Regions from separate parts of the Mus musculus genome. Here region 2 is linked to region 1. The links are chromatin contacts, called in public Hi-C maps. All regions are on one chromosome and are shown on one strand. The core of a region is the stretch at or near the end of the contact, and the rest is flanking DNA. Distances in the headings are between cores, read along the strand shown.

The links. A called contact is a pair of places that touch in the nucleus more often than the background predicts.
Region 2: a contact with region 1 is called in a Hi-C map of bone marrow-derived macrophages, with 1.6 times the contacts expected there. The contact joins the enhancer-like site here to the promoter of 4930542D17Rik in region 1. A contact is called at or near these places in 1 of 39 promoter capture datasets (hematopoietic stem and progenitor cells), 5 of 484 Hi-C or Micro-C datasets (the HPC-5 cell line, bone marrow-derived macrophages, macrophages and 1 more), 1 of 115 datasets of contacts at active chromatin or transcription factors (CD8 T cells) and 3 of 9 other capture datasets (adipose tissue, liver and pancreatic islet).

The regions. Positions count from the first base shown.
Region 1 is chr16:50,589,088-50,594,416 of GRCm38.p6, reverse strand. 4930542D17Rik (RIKEN cDNA 4930542D17 gene) reads right to left here and starts at 3,914. Exons shown (of 5, transcript NR_040566.1): 1 at 3,669-3,914; 2 at 525-580. It overlaps Ccdc54 (coiled-coil domain containing 54), which reads left to right and starts at 3,263. Exons shown (of 1, transcript NM_027046.4): 1 at 3,263-4,558. The coding sequence starts at 3,516. The coding sequence ends at 4,505.
Region 2 is chr16:50,629,856-50,635,507 of GRCm38.p6, reverse strand. All of the region lies in intron 3 of 4930542D17Rik (RIKEN cDNA 4930542D17 gene), which reads right to left. Among named protein-coding and RNA genes, the nearest start is that of Ccdc54, 42 kb to the right of the region's middle. Within about 2 kb of position 2,702, at least 48 of the 459 cell types and tissues checked have an H3K27ac peak or open chromatin away from gene starts, as enhancers often do. A contact at or near this core is called in CD8 T cells and bone marrow-derived macrophages, where this site is marked.

The DNA.
Region 1 (5,329 bases), core at 2,665-5,164:
AACTTTCTGGTGGAAGGAGCGAGCTCTTGTAAATCTGGCCACATAATTTCATAGGCAAAATAAAAGACCCAATAAATTTTTCTATTTGTAACCACTATGACCATGATTACTATAGATGTATCATAAACTCTCCCAGTAATATAGAGTTGCTAATAAAAGCCTTTAACTATCCTAGTCCTTCTTACATGTGCACACAGGAAAAGGAAGGTTAGTTAGGGTGAATATATTTTATACAGACAGTCTTGACTCTGTCGTAATAAAGTTATAACCATTATACCCAAATGCATCGGTGTCTTGGAATAAATATTATTTATTATTAGAAACTCCTCTCTAGAGGTTATCTCATCCCATCTGCCTGAGTGAGCAGTGCTGCGTGTAAGGAAACAGGCTGCTGGTTTGTCTGCCTGCTGAGGTCCTTCTCAGACAAAAGCATTCCATCCACTTGCCATGTGGGATGAGGGCACCCACTCTCTATCTTGATCATTACTGATTGAGAGAAAGAATGACAAAACTGAGCGACTTACCTCAGCCAAAGCTGCAAACTCTTGACCATTTTCTTCTTCCATTTGGAGTAAGGAAACTGAAATGTCAAAGAGGGAAGGGGAAAAAAGGTCACCCTTCCACTGAGCACTTGAATGTCCAAACCTATAATACAAAGACAGTTATCATCACCAGTACACACTTAGGAGGAAGGCAGTCATGTGTCTATGAGCATGGTGAGCGATGGGACAGTTTTGAATTCCAACTGTTCTGGCTCCAAATTAGATTCCTGGGAAAACCACGCCATTCCTGGGAAAAGCGGCCGCTTCCTGTGTAGTCTTCCTCAGAAGGCCTCCCCCTAACCTCAAGCTGCTTCCTTCTGAGCTGCCCGTGTATCCCAGGCATGAACTCTAAGAAAGGAAGTCATCTGCTTTCCCGTTTACCAAGGACTTGTCTCACGTCACCAAATCGGCATCGGCAGGACTTCCCGGGATGTCCATTCAGTGCCTAACGAGTCCCAAATCTTGCTCCCTTCAGTAGCACTGGTATGTGTCAACCTCAGATAGACATGTTTGGATGAAACCTGCTAAGTTAAATATCTCAAAAAGTAATCAGAATCCACGATTTTTTAAAAAATTTTATTGCCCTTTATAAAGGCTATAATTTAACTACCTTAAATATGCAAAAGAGGCCAAGACTGATTTTTTTCCTTTTTTTTTTATTTATTACGTATTTTCCTCAATGACACTTCCAATGCTATCCCAAAAGTCCCCCATACCCTCCCCCCCACTTCCCTACCCACCCATTCTCATTTTTTTGGCCCTGGCGTTCCCCTGTACTGGGGCATATAAAGTTTATGTGTCCAATGGGCCTCTCTTTCCAGTGATGGCCGACTAGGCCATCTTTTTTTTTATTGTTGTTAAAAATTGGATACCTTCCCAAGGTTCTCCCATTTACGTAGCTCACTTTAACATAGGAGTTAGAACTAATCCAGCTTCTAAAATCTTTCCAAATTTCTGCTTCAAACATCTTTACTAAATAAAGTATCTAGGTGAAGCTTCTGTATTCTCATATTGCTAAGTACTTTTTAGTGTAATTGAAGAAGAGATGTCTATTTTCTCCTGAATTATGATAAATGCATACATTTTTGTCATGGTGTGGCAGTAGAGATCAAATACGTAACCTCTAGAACCAGGATACAAAGATGTGAAGCCTTTGGCTGTCTATTTTTTAGCTGTATCACCATAGGGAAGTAGCCTAACTTCTTTGAACTTCACATAAATGGGTAGAATTTGTAACCACGTGGTATGGTTGATCTTGTCAACCTGATAGGATCTAGAATCACCAAGAACACAAACTTTTAGGTATGTCTGGAAGTTTCTAGATTGGGAAGATAAAAGTGGGAAGGACCACTTAAATGTGGGTCGGGACCATCTCTTCGGGGTACAGCTCTGTCTTGGATACAAAGCAGAAGACAAGCTAAGTGCTGTGTTTATCTCTCTCTGCTTTCTGAGTGCAGATGCAGTGTGACCAACTAACTGCCTCATGCTTCTCAACAAAACCACGCCTTCCTCACCATGGTGACCTGACCCTCAAACTCAGAGCCAAAAGAATCCCACTGCAAGTCTCCTTTATCTGTGTTTTGTTTTGTTTTTGCTTTTTGTTTTTTGTTTTTGAGACATGGTTTCTCTGTGTAGCCCTGGCTGTCCTGGAACTCATTCTGTAGACCAGGCTGGCCTCAAACTCGGAAATCCGCCTGCCTCTGCCTCCCGAGTGCTGGCATTAAAGGTGTGTGCCACCATTGCCTGGCTGGTATTTTTTGTGTGAGAGAAACACTAACACATACACTGTGTCTCGGTGATATTAAGTGAGCTGGTTTTAGCCTGGATGGAGCGGTTGCTACAAGCAACCTCTCTAATTTGAGAATCCCTAAAATATGCTAGAATATCATCTATAAACCTCCTCCTCTGATTGTATACAATATCAATGAAATCAAACTTGACAATTAATGAAGGTGATATATTATAACTCTAAGATACCTAATTGAACAGTTATTGTGTCAGTCTTGCAGCTCTCATTTAGTATGCTGAGCCCATAGTTTGTTTTTGCTCGCTAGTCTCAGATGCTTGTATTGGCCCTAGAAAATCTTCACAGGGCCTAAGCACTGGTATTGTGGAAGCTGATGGAAAGAACGGCTTTGGCCAAGGTAAACAGGACCATGCTGACCCTAATCATTCTGGCCTCAAGCCCCATCCCAGTGTAGCCTGTTTGATGGAGAACATTCTCTTTTCCCAGCAAGAGTTTGGAGAGATAGCTAGCCATTTTAGAAAGAGCCAGGCAGCAATTCAGAGGCATAGTGATGCAAAACCCTGGGTACTGTAAGTGAGCCAAAATTCTTAAATCACTTTTGGCTAAGTTCAGAGTTTATACCAAAGCCTACGCCAAGACGGACCAGGCAATTTGGCACAAATGGGAGAAATAGTGACTTAGTAGCAGGTTGTAAATGACATTAATTTTTTTTAATCCCTAAAAAGGGTTGCTTCAAGGGAGACATATAGGTATCCAGCAGTATTCATTTTGATTCTGAAGTGTTCAGGCTTAAGTGTTCAAAGAATAAAAATTTTACCTCAATGCATCATATAGACAAAATATTATTTAGTATCTTAAAGGATTTATATTTCCAAGATCACTTTTACCCTCAGAGGCAATAGTTCTCAAAGTGTGGCAGTTGGTGAACCTTGAGAGCAGAAATGATCTAGGCCAGTGGTCATTGTGACATCACAATCAGATGAGGATCACAGGAATGGTCACATGCAGTAGACAGTTAAAACACAAAGCTCTGAAGTTAGGCTGCTTGGAAGAAGTAAGCCACCTAACCTGCCTGACGCTGCCTTTGATGTTCTCCACAGGTATTCAATGATGTGACCAGGAAAGAACTCCAGTACATAGGAAGAGAAAAGCCATAACCTCGCAAAAATCGCTTCTTCCGATGTCATGTGTCTCAGCACTTTGGGTCTTATGTCTCAGTGAAAAACATGTACAGATTTCACACCAAAAGAGTAAGAGCTGCCGCTGGCCAGGTGTGGACTGCAAACCTCCACAAGATCAGAAGATCTCTTAAAAATGTTTACCAGAAATGTACGACCCACCACTCATATTCAACTAGCTACCCAACAAGGGCTTCTTACGGTTGCGACGGAGATACTCTCAGTTTGAATGAAGACATGAATCTACCAGCAATGCTCCAAGACATTAAAACGGGACAAACGGAACTCCTCAACCAAATGACGAACATTGTCAGTTCAATATCAAATATCCAGGAAAAGATCAACCATTATCAGAATCAGATGGAAGCCCTGGAAGCCAGAATAAACATTAGTGAAGACAGACAGACTGCAACCACCAAAGACATGCTCTCCATGAAAGAAGATATCAACACTCTAAAGAAGAAGGTGACGGAGCTGGAAAGCCAGAATTCTTACTCCAGCATTCATTGTCTAGAGGTCTTGGAAGGACAAAGGGGTAAAGAATTTGTACAGCTCCTCCATAAACTCCTACAAACTGAAACCCCAAAGGGCACAGCCACCTCTCCAGACACTGTCATCTCATCAGCAGAGCCAGAGAGAGTGTCCAGTTACCCAGAGCCCACTGGTGAGCTTAAGAAAAAAACAACGTCACCTCAGAATATAACTCTGAAGAAAAATAATAGCCTCCAAAATGCATCAGTGGGTTGCAAAAAGGTAAGGTCAAATATTTATATTTACCCTGACTTCAGTACATGGATCAAGCTCACTTTTGTTCATGGAGGAAATTGGAGATTTTTCCTCAGTGCCACCAAGTTAGAGGAATTCATCCAGTGGCTTCTGTCTAGGTCCACCATCCTTCCTGAGGAACCACAAATCATACCCCAGAGAGACTACGCCTTCACCGGAGCCATTGGGAGGTTGGCCACAATCTGTCTCTCTCTCTTCCACTATGTTTATTGCCTTTTCGGTTCCTCAAAAGAGGAAATAACTCGACTTTAGAGTTATTTCCTGCTTGGCTTGGGACAAAATAAATGTAGCCCGTTTGCTTCGAGTAGTCCTGTGTGTCTGTGCTGCCTGTGGACTCTAGCTTGCTGGCTGTGTGTGCACCCACGGCCCACAAAGCTCCCACAATGCAACACTGAGTTGTATCGGTCATCTCATTGAACCAACTCCCAAGCAGTTCACGAAGACTTAACCTGTGTGTGCTTTCGTAAATAATCAGAACCAAGAATGAAAGGGTCAATGCAAATGGGGACATTTGTCAGCTTCCACATCCGTTCTAGTGGCCCTGGTAGATAAAATCTGTGATATGAGACACAAAAAAAAATCAAACATCAAGGAAAAAATCCATTTCAAAACCATTAAACTTAAGAATGTATTGGTGCCCAAGAGGCGGTTCAGGCATTAAGAACACTTGCTTTTCTTACAGAAAACCTAGGTTTGGTTCCCAACACACTTGTCAGTCTGTTGACAACTCCTTGAAACCCCAATTCCAAGAGATCTGGTGCCCACTCTGGCCTCTGTGAGCCATCTACATGTACACGCATAAACTCAGGCACACACATACCCATCAAACAAAGTCATTTTATTTACACACACACACACACACACACACAAAGTCCAAGTTATTGCAAGGAAAATATGAATTACAACAGCAGAATATTTTTTCTTTTCAGTTTCATCAGTATTAGTCAATTAGATATGAGAGGAAATACAGTTCGGCATTTTTTACATTTTCTTGAAAGGAGACAGATACAAGGTCCTGCACATTTGCTACAGAGGAAAAAAGGCAAAAACTAAAGATGTATTTGTGAAGAAAGTGA
Region 2 (5,652 bases), core at 1,453-3,952, 42 kb before region 1:
TGGAATTGTTCACTGAACCAGTAAAAATTGGCACACAAAACTACTTCCAGTGAGAGGAAAGAATTAGGAGAGTTTTCTGCATGCTGAAGCTCTCTTTCTCTAGGCTTTCTCTGGCTGGTCAGGGACTCCCTGAACCACATGGGGAACAGGCAGGTATGTGAGAGTTGGTCGGCACATGCCTCAGCTCCCTGACCCTTGCTCCAGCAAGGAAGAGAGAAATTGGCCCCAGTGTGCTGCAGGACTGATGCCCCTGGCCACTTACTTCTGACAGAGGCACTAGAGTACAAGAGGCAGACACACAGGACCTGGTGATGCTCCGAAGACAGCTGATACATCAGCATGACTCAATCATTATCCCTGGCTATATCCAGACCAAGAATTCTTTTGATGGAGTAAAGGGCGGACAGCTCCAGTGTTCCCTCTCCCAGGGGGCTGGTCCCACCTTGTCGACACTGTCCCTATTAACACCAGCTAGTCAGTCACACTTCCTGGTTTTATTTTTTGGCTCAAAAAGTAATTCTGCACCCATCCTCCTTCCCCAAGCATATTATAAAATCCTAAAGAGAAAGACCTGTCGTCAGCTTCCTGTGTATTCCCCACAGTGCCAGAACTACAGGAGAAAGAAATACAGCCTCTTTGAATAACTACTAATTTACAAGTTACATTTATTGATGCATTTTAGTATACTAAATGTTGTTTTCAGTGCTTAGCACACATAACTACCCCAGTCTCCACAACAGTTCTACAGGGCACATATCATTGGGATACCCATTTAACAGAAGTGGTAACTGAGATTTGGTATGATCAGGTCAGTTTCCTTTTCATAGAACCAGAAGTGGCAGTGCCAGGCTTTGAATGCCTATCCTGTGCTATCTCAAAGGGTAGACTTACGGAGGAAGAAAGAATGATAGGGAGGTACGGGTATGGGTATGAAGTTTAAAGAGGTGTTTTTTATTTTATTTTATTTTTTAGTGATAGGCAATTCTAGTGCTGGTACAGTAGTCTGACATCTGTAGGAGAAGAACAGACAGGAAAAGGAATTAAAGACCCAGTCGCTACTTTGCTAGTCCCTCAAGGAGGATTTAAGCCTTTTTAAAAAGACTTCCAACCGAGTAAGTCTGAAAACATAGCAGGTGAGGTGAAAATGAACAGCAGATAGTTTAAGTGTCTGCTTTTCCTGGAGGGTAATCACGGTCTTGATCAGCTTAATTCAGATGATTAGGGGGTGTAGCCCCTTGTACAGTCCCTTCAGACCAGCACCTAGATTCGTGTCAGGATGGCAAGCTGGAGGGGTGTATAGGCTCCAGTGTTGCAAACCTTCAGCCCCGCCCCCCAGGAGAACTGTTCTGATATCACACCTTAACCAGAAATAGGCTGGACATGAAATGCTGAGGATTGTCGTTCAGCCTAGGCAACTGACTCAACACAAAGTCATAGTAGGAAGCAGGAGCATTTACCAGACAGAGCAGGGGGTGTGGAGGAGGACACCAGACACAGATGTGACATGAGACTGTAACCCTCAAACCCTGACAGAGACTTCAGTGCAGGAGTCAATGGCATAATGTTTACAAGAGGAAAGGGAACCTTCATGAGTGGGGTGGTACAACAGGACCCAGTGTGTGATGCATAGAAAATCCAATCGGTCAGACTACAGGGAGAGGGGGCTGGGGTGAGCTCCAGGGGCTGGAATGAAGCTGACAAAGAGGCCTTCATTTCTGATATGCTTTGTATATATATATAACCTAGCATACAATTGGTACTCGTTTTTCAAGTGGTTGTGTTCCATCAAGTCTACCACAAACACTGTATTAGCAAATGCTGAACTGTTGCTTCTAGGGGAAGTTCTGGATCCGGTTCTTGGGAGCCCTCCCCCACCCCTACTCCCACACCCATCCCCCACCTCCCCCCAGGCCCCTTCCCATCATAACCCTACTCATACCATTTTTATCAACCACTCATGCCTACCCTTGACTTAGGCTGTGTTTTTCTTTAAAGACACCTTATTCAACATGTGCTGCTAATTAACACTGAATTCATGGCCAACTGCACCACTACTCATACCTGAACATAGCTTAGTCAAGACATGCACTTCCTCCACAGGGCCTTCCTGTGCTTATGAACACTGATCAGTACTTCAGCTCTACAAAGAGACATTTATGCACAGAAAAAGAACCAGGCCAAAAATGCTTAAAGTGGGGAGCTAACAAGACCACAGAAGGGAACCTGTTTACAATATGACGACGAAAACGGAAAAGGCAGAAAATCGCCTTGCTTAGCTTTCGTGGGGTCTGTGCCTGTGAGCTGACAGATTTTTCACTCCTCTGTGCCTATCTACAAGTGACTATGTAACGAATCCCAGCATTGACATGGGGATACAAATACATTCTTATCAAAGGTGTGAGTTGGAAATATGGGGTCTGAAAATAGTGACCATCAACAATATGTATGTGACTTTTTTTATTAACATAACACTATTGAAGACACCACTTGACAGGTTTATGAATAAGTCCACAGCACAAAAAAAAAAAAAAAACCAGGAAGACTGAGCAAGCAACACATTATCCATGCTCTTCAGAGCTCAGAGAATGATGTCTATGGAACTTGTTGTCTTAAAGTCTGCTGACAGGGTATATCTGTGGTTTTTGTAACCACAAGGGCTATTCTGCTTTGAGTTTGAGGCTGTGGTTCACTGCTTCCTATTCTGTTTATCCTGTCTACTGGTGGTTTCGTCATTGTGGCTGGGTGTATATGACAAGTGTTTGACTGTCCTGTCCTTCTACATGATTACTACATGTACGGTGGAAGACACCTGTCTGCTAACTCTGCCCTGGACAAGGAAATGTGGCCACAGCCAACAGGTTTCTAACAGTATCAACTCTGCTCTTAAATAAACTAAGTGCTGGTCAGAAATTCTAACTTCCCTAGTCCATCCTTGCTGCCTTTTTCAAGACAGCTATTTCTTATCTCAACCTCTGAAGAAGCCAGCCAGTTTGGGTTGGAATGGTTCTTTGCTTGTTCCTGGAAGTCTTCCTCATAGAAACTGAACTGAGGTAAAACATGATGCCCTGCTTCCATTCTTTCTGTCACTGAAGCACCTTTCTATGGCAGAGAAAAGAAAATTAACCAAAGTGGAATTTCTTTGGCCTCACAGTATAACATTAGCCCATTTCTTGCATCTGGACTCATCTCCCTACTCTGTTCTCCACAAAAGCAATACATAAACAGCAACTCATGGTGGTTTATGCCTGTAATGCCAGAAGGATAAGGTAGGAGGATTGCGAGTTCAAAACCAGCCTGGGAAAAACAGCGAGACCCTACATCAAAAAATTCAAAAAAAATTTTTTTTTGATGCAACAAAGCTGGATGATCATTCTGTACTTTCACTGGAGGACTTCATGTCCTGCCCTTATTTTCTACTCCAGGATATCAGTTAGCAATAAGAATCATTTCTTGTTCCACCATTATTGACAACATTAAACTTTTATTTCTGATACTATAACAAAGACAATTTTAGTAGCCTCTGGAGTAGATGACAGATTAACATACACTATAAGAGGGGTCAATGAGTTTCTATAACAAATGAGCTAACTTAAGAGCTTAGTTATTTTTCGAAGGTGATTTAAAAACTGAGAAACTTCTAGAAGGATATGTCAACAATCACTATACCTTGTGACAGAAATTGCTGCTGGAATTTAGTGTGTTTAGATATTTGCATGTTTTTCTCTCATGTCAGAAAAGTAGTAAAATAATATGCAAAATGAGGATAATGAAAATAAAAGACTGTAATTTTTCCAAAAGCATTATATAATGTCTGTCTTTAAAAAAATAAGTGTTTGGAACAGCCTAGAATTTTAGCTAAAGTATGCTAAACACAGAATACAGAAATTCTCTTCTGTCACCTAATTTTGAGCTGCGAACACATGTTGCTTTGGTCCTAGGAAACATGCATTTCACATTACAAAATAATTCAGATTCATTTCTTAACTACACTAAAAGAAAATGAATGTTTAATGTGTTTATCTCCATTTTTAAGTATTTTTTTAATAGCAAAGCAAAAATGTGTGCATGACCCAAACAAAGAGGTTTCCATGCCTCTCTGGGTAATCATGTCAAAAGACATGATGAATAGTCTTTTATGGTGTCAGGGGTCACCGCGAGCATGCTCATGTCCTTGGCTGTTTTAGCTGAAGCTCCTTTGATAGGAGTCTATCCGATAGTATATGCAGTTAGTAAAACCACACCAAATGGCAAGAAAATGAATGGAGTGCCTGCCATCTCAGGGGACAAATCTCTCAGAAAGGAGAGAAAATTACCAACTAAACTGCATGGTATACAGAGTCATTCCTAATCCTAGGCCAAAAAAAGAAAGAAAAATGTCAGTTGAGGACTCTCGCTCCCTTGGAAAGGCAGACCACAAAAATGACAGTAATATTTAAGATGAGATATTATTTTGGCTTTCTTCTATGTCTAAAAATTTTTGTAAAGCTATTAATTTGTCAAATTTCACCTTTTCCACCTGATAAAAACATTATTCAACTCTTTTCAGTATTTGGATCCTACATTTATTATTATGTTTATTTATCATTTATTTTTAATTTATTATTTATTTATTATTATGTTACTTTTATTATTATATTTATTAATATGTTTATTATTGTTATTATTTTATATTATTATTATGTTATTGAAGTTTGTTGATAGGCTAGAAAGTTTTGCCCATGTTGCAAAGAGTGACCTGATGAAGAAACTATGCTATGGGGCTTTTCGGTAATTTCACAAACGCTGTTTGGCAGGCATAGTGAAAATCAGTGGTAATGATGCCTTATTTCCAGTGTCTTTTATCTGGAGCTCTCAAAGCATCACACATTTATAGCATATGATTATTATGTCACGATGACTCTATGTGAGAGGAAGTACATTTTGGAGATGTCTAAATTTTCGCAATCTTTATCTCCCTTGTTAGACTGGTTGGTGCCTCTGGAATTTTTAAAGAAAAAAATTATTATTTAGACAACTAGGAGAATCAAACAATAGACAGTTTCTACTATGCTACATAAAGTATGGGGTGGGGTGGGGTGGGGTGGGAGGGAGCAGAACTCTCAGCATATCCAAAGCAAAAGGACATGAATAAAAAGTATCTGGAACATTTCACCCATGCATCAATCTCCACATATTTTCAACATTTTAGTATTTAGGTATTCATAACAACTATCAGGAAGCTAAACAGCAGAACTTTTGCTTTCACCTATGTGATTACGTGTGCTAAGGGATTGTTACTGTTGTAATCAGGTCTAAGCAGGTTCTGACATCCTAACATGCTCTTCTTAGACTACATGTGGTTGCTAAGGCAGATCCATAAAGGAGTCGTGCATTCATTAACTAAAACTTCTGCTGAGGCACACGTTTACTTGGATAAAGGCAGGCTGGCTGTTAAGGTGTCTGGTATCAGTTCTTAGGTATTGTGGTGGTTTGAAATAAAATGGGCCCCGTGCTCGGATCTTTGAACGCTTAGTTAACCAGGAAATGGAACTGCTTGAGGAGAAGAAAGATTTTTAAAATGTGGTCTAGGTGGAGGAGGTGTGGCTTTGATTGAGGAGGTGTGGCCTTGATGAAGGAAATGTGTCACCTGGGGTAGGCTTTGATGTTTCAAAA